Linked DNA regions of Mus musculus: all the other regions are linked to region 3. The links are chromatin contacts, called in public Hi-C and HiChIP or PLAC-seq maps. All regions are on one chromosome and are shown on one strand. Each heading gives the region's core, a stretch centred on a gene start, on an enhancer-like site or on the middle of the called end of the contact. The rest is flanking DNA. Distances are from core to core; before and after follow the strand shown.

Evidence for each region. A called contact is a pair of places that touch in the nucleus more often than the background predicts. HiChIP or PLAC-seq counts read pairs in DNA pulled down with a chosen protein or histone mark.
Region 1: a contact with region 3 is called in an H3K27ac HiChIP or PLAC-seq map of trophoblast stem cells, with 23 read pairs. The contact joins the enhancer-like site here to the promoter of Xist in region 3. A contact is called at or near these places in 13 of 39 promoter capture datasets (the C10 cell line, the HPC-7 cell line, the SN4741 cell line and 10 more), 1 of 15 datasets of contacts at CTCF or cohesin (CD8 T cells), 42 of 484 Hi-C or Micro-C datasets (B cells, the Ba/F3 cell line, the C10 cell line and 30 more), 12 of 115 datasets of contacts at active chromatin or transcription factors (CD8 T cells, the HPC-7 cell line, double positive thymocytes and 9 more) and 4 of 9 other capture datasets (adipose tissue, liver, macrophages and 1 more).
Region 2: a contact with region 3 is called in a Hi-C map of liver, with 4 times the contacts expected there. The contact joins the enhancer-like site here to the promoter of Xist in region 3. A contact is called at or near these places in 6 of 39 promoter capture datasets (the C10 cell line, HPC-7-derived erythroid cells, cranial neural crest and 2 more), 1 of 15 datasets of contacts at CTCF or cohesin (large pre-B cells), 4 of 484 Hi-C or Micro-C datasets (the N1E-115 cell line, cerebral cortex and liver) and 2 of 9 other capture datasets (liver and pancreatic islet).

The regions. Positions count from the first base shown.
Region 1 is chrX:103,646,224-103,650,514 of GRCm38.p6, forward strand. No RefSeq gene overlaps it. Among named protein-coding and RNA genes, the nearest start is that of Zcchc13, 18 kb to the left of the region's middle. Within about 2 kb of position 2,533, at least 11 of the 459 cell types and tissues checked have an H3K27ac peak or open chromatin away from gene starts, as enhancers often do. A contact at or near this core is called in epiblast stem cells, stem cell-derived epiblast-like cells and trophoblast stem cells, where this site is marked.
Region 2 is chrX:103,730,740-103,734,977 of GRCm38.p6, forward strand. The region is part of intron 1 of Slc16a2 (solute carrier family 16 (monocarboxylic acid transporters), member 2); the gene reads right to left. Among named protein-coding and RNA genes, the nearest start is that of Gm53059, 38 kb to the left of the region's middle. Within about 2 kb of position 1,517, at least 6 of the 459 cell types and tissues checked have an H3K27ac peak or open chromatin away from gene starts, as enhancers often do. A contact at or near this core is called in hippocampal neurons and liver, where this site is marked.
Region 3 is chrX:103,481,820-103,485,515 of GRCm38.p6, forward strand. It overlaps Xist (inactive X specific transcripts), which reads right to left and starts at 1,414. Exons shown (of 8, transcript NR_001570.2): 1 at 1-1,414. It also overlaps Tsix and the pseudogene Gm14861.

The DNA of each region.
Region 1 (4,291 bases), core at 1,283-3,782, 170 kb after region 3:
AAAGTACCCAAGGAGCTAAAGGGGTCTGCAACTCTACTGGAGGAACAACAATATGAACTAACCAGTACCCCCCCAGAGATTGTGTCTCTAGCTGCATATGTAGCAGAGGATGGCCTAGTCAGCCATTATTGGGAGGAGAGGCCCTTGGTCTTACAAAGATTATATGCCCCAGTACAGGGGAACACCAGGGCCAGGGAGCAGGAGTGAGTGGGTTGGGGAGCAGGGCTGGGGGTGGTGGTGGTGGTGGTAATAGGGGACTTTTGGAGAGGAAACTAGGAAAGGGTAGGAAAGGGGATAGCATTTGAAATGTAAATGAAGAAAAAAATGACCCCCCCCCAAAAAAAAAGAAAAGAAAAGAAATGGATCAGATCAAGGCCTAGGGATGATGTAGCTCAATGGTAGAGGATTTGTTTACTATGTGAGAAGTCCAGACGCTTTGTTAAACCTGAATTTGTGGGGAGAAAGACCAATCCACAACTGTCCAATTAACATAAGCTTTTATTTTAGAGGTGTCCTGGGCCTGGCCAGCTGGCTGTCTCAGCCTAGGTCTGGATTTGAGAGAGTAACTCCTTACTAGCATTTTGAGGTCCCTTTTATGAGGAAAAGTTAAGGTTCATACAAATGATCTTTGAACATGTTTACAACGGTGAGATAATTGGCTATTATAAAAAAATACAATAAAAGGTAAGAATAAAAGCAAGAATATCCTTCACATGTAAGGGGAGTCATACATCATGGGGTAGATAGATAAAATCTAGATCTCAGAACTGAGACCCATCGACCTTTGCCTCCTGAGTGCTGGAACTGAAGGTGTGGGCCATCGTGGCCAGCTCAACATTATTTTTTATGGCTTGTCTCATAATTCTGGAAGCTTTGTAGTCACACATCCCAAAATTCTTTAAATATGGTTATTTTCTTTCTCCCTGTCCTTCCAAGATACTGAAATCTTTGCATTTATTCTCCCCAATAACAGTTTAATTCCTCAGGGATTGGGCCTAGAATTATGGGGTAGCAAGGAAGGAAGCGGGGTCCTTTTTTAAGGACACATCCAATACTTTTAAGTCCTCTATTTCTTCGCTTTAGGCAACTCATCCTTGTCTCAGGGGAAAGGCAATTTTATTTGGCCTTATCAATATTCCTATACCAGCAGATAGAAAATGGCCAATCTGGGGCTGGAGAGATGGCTCAGAGGTTGAGCACTGACTGCTTTTCCTGAAGGTCCTGAGTTTAAATCCCAGCAACCACATGGTGGCTCACAACCATCTGTAATGAGATCTGATGACTTCTGCTGGTGTGTCTGAAGACAGCTACAGTGTACTTATATATAATAATAAATCAATCTTGCTGGGCCGTGGTGGCTCATGCCTTTAATCCCAGCACTTGGGAGGCAGAGGCAGGCGGATTTCTGAGTTCGAGGCCAGCCTGGTCTACAAAGTGAGTTCCAGGACAGCCAGGGCTACACAGAGAAACCCTGTCTCGAAAAAAATCAAATAAATAAATAAATAAATCTGAATGAAAGAAAGAAAGAAAGAAAGAAAGAAAGGAAGGAAGGAAGGAAGGAAGGAAGGAAGGAAGAAAGGAAGGAAGGAAGGAAGAAACAGGCCAATCTAAAACCAGGCTCACAAGTGTGTCTATTTTCATCTCCAAATTGCTTAATGATATTTGTCAGTCAGATGTCAACATTGAAGAAGTAGAACATTTCTCATAAATGTACTTATTTTCAGTCTCTCTGGTAAAGGTAAGCTATAAGTCCACAATTCCAATCCTCTGGAGAACCTTTAAGCTGCAGGGAAATTGCTCCCTCTCTCCCCCTCTCTCTCCTTCTCTCTTTTCTTTTCTTTTCTTTTCTTTTCTTTTCTTTTCTTTTCTTTTCTTTTCTTTTCTTTTCTTTTCTCTTCTCTTCTCTTTTCTTTTTTTTTCTTTCTCTCTTTCTCTCCCTCTCTGATGTCCTTTGTACTTATTTATTTTATGTATTATTAATAAGTATACTACTTATTTATACATTTTCTACTTACTTTACTGTTTTCAGACACTGGGGTTGGAAGCTAGGGCTTCCCAGATGCTGGGCAACCGATTCCCCACTGGGTTATAGTCTCCCTTCTCCTTGTCCCTGTTTATCATGTAGAGTAGCTTAGCTTCTATTTCTTGATTAGCAAGTTATTTTTTTCACACCTTTGGCATATGTTTTCTCCACTTCTTTCTCCATTTCCGCATCCCAAAAGTGCCAAGCAACCACCTGCTAGGGTATTTGCTCTCCAGGTTGGGGGAGTAGGTGCTGAACCTGGCGCTGCATTTCTTTATTTTCTTGGGGAGAATAAGAAAATCTGGAGCTTTGGCCTCTTAACCACTTTTTGTCCCTTCACTTAAGAAAAACAAGCATCCAAGAACCAGTTGACAAAGCCTCTCTGCTTAGTGTGCCTCTGACTATTTGATTTTTCTTTTCGATTAAACTTTGCTTTTAGGCTCTATCCTTCCTCCTTAAGAGAGGCAAGACTAAAGTACAGTCATAGCCAAAAATCTTGCTGGGTCAGTTCAGCAAGATTCCCTAGCCTGCTTATCTCATCACCCAGGCCTGCCTTCAGCAAAAGTACAGTCACTTGAATCATGGTTCCTTTTAACCCAGGTATTTTTTGTCTTAGTCATTCTCTCCCTGCTGAGCCTTACTGTACCCTTTGGCTAGAATCCCTCCTAACTTAGTTACCTGTGAGATGGAGGCCAGTTCTATGCTAAGACTTTTTTTTTCTTCCTTTGCTGTAATTGCCTTTACGTATCCTAAACCAATCCAATAAATTTGGCCTAGCAATCTCTTTCTTGGATGCTGAACACATCAAGCTTACAGAAACATTTGTACCATACTACTGTGAAGAAATTATATGTTTGTCCCATACAAGCACACAAAGACATGAAAGTAGAAAGTGGGGTGGTAGTAGGGGACAGGTCAGGAAGAGGGTGGGGGTTAGCTGGAGTAGAAGAGGGATGAGAGAGGGTAACCAGTGGGGATGAATATGATTTTAATTGAAATATGTTATGTACAACTATGAAGTAATGAAACTATTATGTATAATTGACATGTGCTAAGAAAACATTTAAATTTAAATGGTAATTGCTAGAAATAAACCATAAGTTTAAAACTATTATTTAATTGTGAAATAACAGAAAAAATAAAGAATAAACAAAACCTACAATTAACTGCCCAGATAAACTCTCCATGACACTATTCTTGGTGTTATTGTTTTTTCGAGGGACTGTTAAACCCAGGGCTTGATACATAGTGGTAAAATCTCTACCACTAACCTCCAGCCTTTATTTGTTTTGTTTTTTTTAAAGATTTATTTATGGTTATATGTAAGTACACTGTAGCTGTCTTCAGACACACCAGAAGAGGGCATCAGATTCCATTACAGATGGTTGTGAACCACCATGTGGTTGCTGGGATTTGAACTCAGGATCTCTGGAACAGCAGTCAGTGCTCTTAACCACTGAGCCATCTTATCAGCCCATTTATTTGTTTTTGAGACATAGATTTGCCAAGTAGCCTTGGTTGGCCTCGAACTTGTATTGTTTTGCCCGTATCAGTCTTCTGATTACAGTTCTGAGCCAAATACCTGATTTCAAAAGACAGCATTTTGTCATTATTATTTGTGTGTGTGCTCATAAGTGCATGTCCGTGAGTGTGTGAGTGTGTGTGTGTGTGTGTGTGTGTGTGTGTGTGTGTGTGTGCTCTAGCGTGCTCGTTCTGTTGCTGTAGTGGAGATCAGAGGACAACTTTTGAGAGTTGGTGCTTTTATCTGCTGAGCCATCACTTCAGCCCTGTTGCCTTTTTAAAAGTAACTGTTTCATTTCTTTTTATAAAATAGTGGTTCTCAACCTTCTGAATGCTTCTACCCTTTAATATAGTTCCTCATGTTGTGATGACCCCAATTATAAAATTATTTTAATTGCTACTTCATAACTGTAATTTTGCTAGTGTTATGAATCATAATGTAAATATTTCTGGGGGTAGAGGTTTCCTAAAGGAGTCACAGCCTATAGGTTGAGAACTTTTTTTTTTCTTGAAACAGGGTCCCATTAGTTCCTGGCTGGTACAGAACTTATTATGTAGCCAAGATAACCTTAAACTTCTGATTCTCCTGCTGTCACCTACCAAGTGATTGTATTACAGGTGTGTGCCACCATGTTCTGCTTATGCAGTTCTAGAGATCAAACAGTCTCATATATGCTAGGCAATATGAGCCTTTTTTTTTTTTTTTTTTTTTTTTTTTTTTGAGACAGGGTTTCTCTGTGTAGCCCT
Region 2 (4,238 bases), core at 267-2,766, 250 kb after region 3:
TAGCAAGTAGTTTAACTTGATATGCATTCTTTCAGATCTTGACACATACATTTGTATCATTTTGTTAAACACAGCATATATATGGTACATGCTATTTATGAAACTTTGAAATCTTATGCATGTTTTAGGGACTTTTCCATAATAACAAAATTCAATACTCCTCCAAAATAAAGCTGGAAAGAAGCACAGAATGATGGCAGGCAAGCAGGCAGGCAGGAAGCAGGGATGGAAGGATAGAGGAATGGAGGGAGGGATAGGGATAGAGGGAGCATGGAAATGAGGGAGGGGAACTAATAACAAATGTCAGAACGTAGATGAATATCAAAACAGTGGAAGAAGCCAATTGCTGCCTAAGATACATATTGTATTATATGATCCCAGCTATGAAACCTTTAGAAATACAGAATCATCAAGTGATGAAAAGTACATAACTGGCTGGGACTGGAGAGATGGCTCTGAGGGTAGCAAATGCCAGTGGTACACATCTGCAGTCTCAACACTCAGTAATCCCAGCAACTCCTCCAGTGAGATTGCAGCAGAGGAAAGAGAACCCGCCTCGAGCACTGTGGACCAGCCAGCCTGAATACATAGCAGCAGAAACCAGAGAGACCTTACCTAACAAGGTAGTAGGCAAACCAACTGGGTAAAGTCCTCATATGGCCTGGAACCCACCGGAACTCCCTCATCAATAAACAAATGGTCAAACAAATACATACACATTGAAAGACTATCATCTTCTGTGATTGTTGTGGAGGAGGAGAGGTGCAGAGAGTTGGGTAAAAATGAAAAATTATTGAAAAAAAAAAGAGGAAAATTGAGGGGTGATGCCTATGCCCATGACCTTGATTGTGGTGGTAGTTTTCTGGTTTGCACAGATGTCAAAACTCATCAAATTGTACTCTTGAAAAAAATGTGTGGTTTGCTGTATGTTAATATTTCCTCAATAAAGGGTTGAAGAAAACCACAAAATTACAAGTGAGGAAATTGAGGGTTAGAGAGGGCACAAACTATTGAAGGACACACAGCAAGTCCATTTCTGAGCCAGGACTAGAAACCTCAGTTTTGGACACCCAGTCTGATGTTGCTTCTTTCCCCACAGCACAGAGCCTGATGCGCTCCTGGTAAGAGTGCTCTCCTCAGATCTTCTTTGCCTCTGTCTCATCCTTCCTTCCGTGTCTCTCTCACCTGGTGCTCATGGGAAGTCACTGGTTCTTCCTCACCTCTGCTTCAGGTCTACTTTTCTCTTTCCACCCACCCGGCCATTCACCATGACTTCTTTTTCCTAAGACACCAAGTAAATCTTAAATTGCCTTTCCTGCAAGCTTGCTTGCCTTTTGGGCTGTTTTTCTACTTCTCAGTTAGGTGATGACTCTATGGCCTTGGTACCCTTGGACTTAAGGCCAGTGATTGCCAGCTTGGATGTATGTCAAGGTCTCCACTGTCTCACTTCCAAGCTCCCTGTTTTATGTCACTAGGCAGCTACAGGCACTAAGCCAAGGCTGATCGATGATCCATCCCCCGCTGTTTACAGATGGTGACATGAGGCCCACAGACTTTGTTCATTGCAAAGTAGGAATGAGGTCTCAGTGTGCTTGCAGCAGGCCCTTTCTTCCTCTTCCCTGTCTGCTTTTTGTCCCCATTAGCACCCTGCCTCATAGCTTCTAAGTGCTGGCTTGGAGGTCTCATTCTGAGCAGAGTCCATTGTAGCAGAGAAATAAGGAAGTGAGCCCATGATCCAGAAGGAATATAAGTGTGCTTGCTGTTGCACTGAGTTTGGCAGTGGTGCCTAGAGCTCACTAGGTGCCTGCTTCCTGCCAGGTTAGGAAATCTCTACAGCTTCTTTGGGAACACGTGGCTCCTCCAATACATTTTCCAACCACCAGAAAATGGAGCATTGTTAGGTGGCCAACTTTCTAAATTCTATATTGTGGTTTGAACAGATCATGCTCTCTCCTAAGCTCGTGTTTTGGATACTTGCTCCCCAGCTGCTGGTGCTACTTGGGGAGGTTTCAAAAACTGAGGTGGGAAGGCCAAATTGGAGGATGCAGGACACTGGGGACAGGACACTTTGAGGGCAAATTATCCTCGGCCACTTGCAGTCATACTCCTTTGTTTCCTGGTCGTCTATGGTGTGAACTGACCTCTTTCACCATGTCTTCTCTGCCATGATGGACTGAGCCATCTGAACTCATGAGTGAAAAATAAATATACTTTCCTTCTTCAAACTTTTCTGTCCTGGGTTATGTAACTGATGATGTATGCTGCTGTCAGGATGCACCAATGCTTAGGTATAACTATAAATAAGAAAGAATAAAAGAAGCCTGTCTACTCTGAGACAGTAACTGGATTGGGTCTCACCCTAACCTTTGAGGACACTTCTAATCAACTGAAGCAGCCAGTTTTGGATAGTTGACTCTTAACCCCAATGGATGGTGATCTCTTTGCTTCCAGAATCAGCATTCTTTACACTTGTAGTTTTAGGGAGGAAACCTGGAATGGCATGCCTGGGGCAGATGACAAAGTAGTCTGTCTAGAAAGACTGGCTGCCAGGATCGATGTGACTTTGATCTTCACAACCGAGTCACGAGTTCATATTGACAGCATGGTTATGGACTGCTGTTAGGATTTCATGAAACATCACAGTGCAGAGAAAATCCCAAGTGGTCACTTAGGCCGTATACTCTTGCCTGTGATCAGGATTCTGCAGATAATCCCTGACACACTTGGATTTCTTGTTAGAGAAGAGGGATGGAGCGAAGGGAAAGAGGACAGAGGACTTGGGAAGAATATGGCCCGAGTTCAAGGGCTACTGTCCCTTTTGGCTAAGTGTTTTCTTTAGACATTTTTTTTGAGACAGGGTTTCATACAGCCTCAGTATCATTATGCAGCCAAATACGACCTTAACTTCTGAGCCCCTCTGATTTTGCTTTCCAAAATGCACAGGCAGCATGGTGCCTGGTTTAAATGGCACTGAAGACTGAGCCTACAGCTTTGTGCACTGAGGCATACCTCCAGCCCCAAGCTGAGTGTTTTCTGAGGGGAATGGAGAGAATGAGGGAAAGAGCAGAGGAAGGTAATCAACATTCTCCCCAGGCCAGAGGGCACTGCAGTAGTTACCAATCTGTTACCCAACTGAAATGTTTTCTTAAGCTGCACAGCAGCGGTCCTGCAGCCTGCTGGGCCTTGGACCAATACTGGAGGGTTTGGGGTTGGCTTTATCTTTCTGTGTTTCTGTAGTGATAAATGCGCAATCTCTGCAGTCAGACAGGCATGGTTTGTCATTTTGTTGGCTTTGAGTGCTAGAGCTGGAACCCAGGGTCTTGTCTACACTAAGCACACACGTGGCCCCTGAGGGGCACTCCCAGACATGGCTTTAAGGACGGTACCCATGTACTTACTGTTCGACCTTGAACAATTCGCTTCACACCTCTCTGCATCAGTTTCAGAATCTGGGGACTGGGCCTCATAAAAGTAAACAATTAAATAAATATTGTTTTGTGCCGATTAAGAGATCTGGCAACTAGAAATTAAATATTATCTTGGGATAAACAGATGACTCACTTGAGGCAGCAAATAAAGGAAAACCCGTCCCCTCCCCCACTGCAACAACCCTCCATTCGCTAGCCCAGGTTTGTTGAGTAGCTGTTATGAAATAGGATTAATGATTGCTTAGAGCAGTAGGTCCCCAGAGCACCCCACAGGTTTCAATACACCCATAACACTGAAGTGTGTCAGTGGCAAGTCTGACCACTGACAACTAGGAGCCTGGGTTTCTTAGGGCCAGCACAAGGAGAAGCTGTGGCCTAGGCTGAGCACTGGCTCTTTGCCTGAGAAGCACCTCAGCAGTGGTGGCAGGGTTGGCAGAGGGTGAAAGTTCAAATCCCTTCATCTAGTTCAGTCTGCTAAGAGGAGCAAGTGACCAAAAGGATGGATGAGCAGCAGGCAAGGAAAGCAATACTCACAGACAGCAGCATTGAGTAAGGCGGAGTCTGGAGGCTCAAGATAAACCTGTTAGTGAGGGGAAGGTTCTGACATTTTCGTCTTTTAATGTCAGCTCCAGCTCACCTTTGAACAGTCCTTTTGCCTTCTGAAGTCATTTTACAGTATTTCAGGAGATTCTCTCGCAGCACATGGGTAAGAAGGAGACAATCTCCTTCGGCACACTGCTCCTTTCTTCCTAGCAGTACTTGGGAGGACAGTACCCTGTCCAATTCCTCCCCTGTCAGCTGTGCTGTCTC
Region 3 (3,696 bases), core at 164-2,663:
GCTGACATGTGACACACAAAGCCCTTTGCGTTATACCGCACCAAGAACTTGAGCCGCCATCTTTTCCTGTACGACCTAAATGTCCTATAATCCATTGCTACACACCAGAACAAAGATTGGGCTGTCGAGCCTCGGGTGGAGCCCCCGAGCCGCCATTTTATAGACTTCTGAGCAGCCCTTAAAGCCACGGGGGACCGCGCCAGGGGTCCATATGCACACACACCCTGCCCAATCCCCACACCCACGCTGAGCCCTATCCCCTAGTCCTCTGCGGCTTCCGCGCAACACCGCACACTAATACGAGCACTCCTTGGCTTTCTACTTCCGGCTAGCACAACCCCGCAAATGCTACCACAAATCAAGGCGAATCCCGCAACCCCGCACATATAAAGAAAGCCTTTAGCTAGCGCAGCGCAATTGGTTGCTTTTATCCAGTCCGCTGTGCTCCTCGGTGTCCTAATTCTTGGCGTAACTGGCTCGAGAATAGCCGTATCACGCAGAAGCCATAATGGCGGACGCGGGCTCTCCACGCCCTGAACACCCACTCAGTTTAAGAGCAAAGTCGTTTTTCTAAGCCATAGGTTCACTCACACAGCACCAAACGATCAGCAGCAACAGTACACGCAAATAAGAGGCATAGATATTCCAGGTAGTGCAATAACTCACAAAACCATATTTCCATCCACCAAGCGCCCCGTTGGGCCGTGAAAAAAAAAATTTAAAGCAGGTATCCACAGCCCCGATGGGCAAAAGAAAAAGAAAAAAAAATAATAACAGCAGGTATCCGAGGCCCCGTTGGGCATGGGAAAAAAAGACTAAACGCAGGTATCCGAGGTCCCGATGGACCGAGAAAGGTTTTTTTGTTTTTTTTTTTTTTTTTACAAAAAGCAGGTATCCATGGCCCCGATGGGCTAAGGAGAAGAAAAAAAGAATAAAAGCAGGTATCCACAGCCCAGATGGGCAAGTTTAGAAAAAAAAATAATAAGAAAAAAAAAGAATGAAAAGGCAGGTAAGTATCCAAAACCCCGTTGGGCATGGAATGGCGGGGAGGACACACAGGTATCCGTGGCCCCGATGGGCAAGAATATATAAACAATGAAAGAAAGGTAAGTCCACCATACACACACAAGTATCAACCAAAAGGCACAACAAAGAAATATTCCTTAAAAATGAAAAATTGACTGAAAATATTACAAATATCAAAAAGTATGGAGGACATGTCAAAAAAAAAATCTTACCAGAACATATCAAAACGTCAAAAATCTCGTGGAATTTTGATATGTTTTCTTAAATAAGCCATAAGGCTTGGTGGTAGGGGAACTAAAAATGTTCCCCCAAAGCTCCTTAGATGGAGAGAAACCACGGAAGAACCGCACATCCACGGGAAACGAGCAAACATGGCTGGAGCAAGCCGTTGCACGCCTTTAACTGATCCGCGGCGCTGAAGGCGGAGAGACCAGAAGAGGAGTGGCCACAAAGATTGCAATTCTGACATCTTATTGGACCTTTAGGTCTAACTATATTATAAAAAAATTAAAATGAATAAAGATGGAGGTACGTAAGCTCAGTGACATGACGCGTGAATTTCATTATTTTGCGCGATAATGAAGGATTATCCTATTTTACAGCTAAAAACGTTTATGTAGAACTTCCACATAAACATTAAATAATGTACATTAGGTCACACACCTGTCTATGCAAAATTTCAATATATCTTCTACTTGGACAAACCATGTATCGCTCCGCGTCTTGGACACTAGAAGTTCTTCTGCATTAGTTGGCGACCTCAGATGAGGAGAGGAAAGGGTAGAAATGCCTCACAAAATGGCTCCTTGGTTCCTAAATTATCAGAGTATTAGTTGTGACCGATTTGGTGGGCTTACGCTCATAGTTTTGGGTCATTGGCATCTTAGTCTTTCTCTGGGAACCTGGTGACTCCATACCTTGGGACAAAAACGCACTGAAGTACGTTACTCGCTAGCAGTAATGAAAAATAATTCCTAAATGCCAAAGCAAAGCCTGAGGGAATAATAGCTCATTGGTATCTTACTCGCCCCAGAGACACTGCTAACTTAAAAGAACTGTCAAATTTTGTTAACTGTCAAACTATGAATATCCACATGAAAGAGATCAGACACCCTGGGTATTAGAAAATCAAAGGATATTGTTGTCTCGTTGATTCACGCTGACAAATAATTCACAGTCTGTTCTAAGTTCCCTTTAGGCGTCCCATGAATAATAAAGGACACAAAATTGGTTTGCTTATGGACGATCAAAGTGCCAGCAATTCACTAATCTTACTATTGAGGTGGTTCAGGTAGGGATGGAAAAATATCTGCTACAAAATAAACTGTTTCAACAAAAGAAAAACAAATTAACAAGTAAATAAATGATGCACACAGACTGAATAAACCAGCAGGTGGCAGCATGAATCTTTCCAAGGCATCTGAAGCCAAACTTGGAGTGCAAAAGGATTCCTATCTGAATTGAGAAGTAAAGGTTACTTTGTCTAACTTTAGTTGACAGAGCGATCAGGATCAGAGTAACAAGCACACCAAAAGCATCACCAGTGAGAAGTCACATAGGACATATTAGGGAAAAAAGACCCAAGGAAGGGCTCTTCACAGCTAAGAGCACCTGGCTCCACGATGGATATGGCTTTGTATAAACGAGAACTTCTAAATGAGCTGTACAAAGAGAATTTAGAACTTGCGAGGTACTGGTCACAGATTATGCAAGCCAGTGTATCATTTTTGTGGGGATGCTAGAGAGAATCATCAAATTAAAGAGTTAAATTTAGTCTCTGTGTTTTACTTAGTCCCAATTCTTGCAAACCTCATCATTCTTTCTCACACCGTGTACATCAAGGTATGTCAGGTTTCGGGGACACTTTTTAGTCTTATCACAAGAAAGCATGAAGGGATATGTGCTAAAACTCAGTTCCTGGGCTGGAGAGATAGCTCAGTGGTTAGGAGTGCTGACTGCTCTTCCAGAGGGCCTGAGTTCAATTCTCAACAACTTCGTAGTGGCTCACAGTCATCTGTAGTGGGATCCGATATCTAACCTCTTCTGATGTATCTGAACAGTGACCGACAGTGTACTCACATTAAATAAATATTTTTCTAAAAAACACCTCCATTCCTGTACACTTAACTAGGTAATTTATTGCATATTCTTTGTTTGTTTGTTTGTTTTGTTTTTCAAGGCAGGTTTTCTCTGTATAGCCCCAGATGTCCTGGAACTCACTCTGTAGACCAGGCTGGCCTCGAAGTTAGAAATCCACCTGCCTCCACCTCCCAAGTGCTGGGATTAAAGGTGTGTGCCACCACTGCCTGCCTCATTGCATATTCTTAACATTAAGATTAAAAATGCACCTGGGGTAAAATAGTAATCTTGAGGAATTCTCCATGCAAATTCAAAGAGGAGAAGAAGGAAGAACAAGATGATGATGATAATGGGTCAAGAAACAAGGACCCACTACAAAGCAGCAAGAAACAGAAATGGGAGTTAAGAAATGGTCTTCCAATGTGCAGAGAGTAAGAGACTTTAGAACACTTGGTCCTAGATGAGATGTCTTCATCAAGCCCTTTCTTTCAATGCTCAGGCATCTATGAAGATAAGGAGTCAGAAAGACTGCAGTAAATGACTCCAAGAAAACACCATCCAGACAAAACAGCGCAGTTTTCGTTTTGTTTT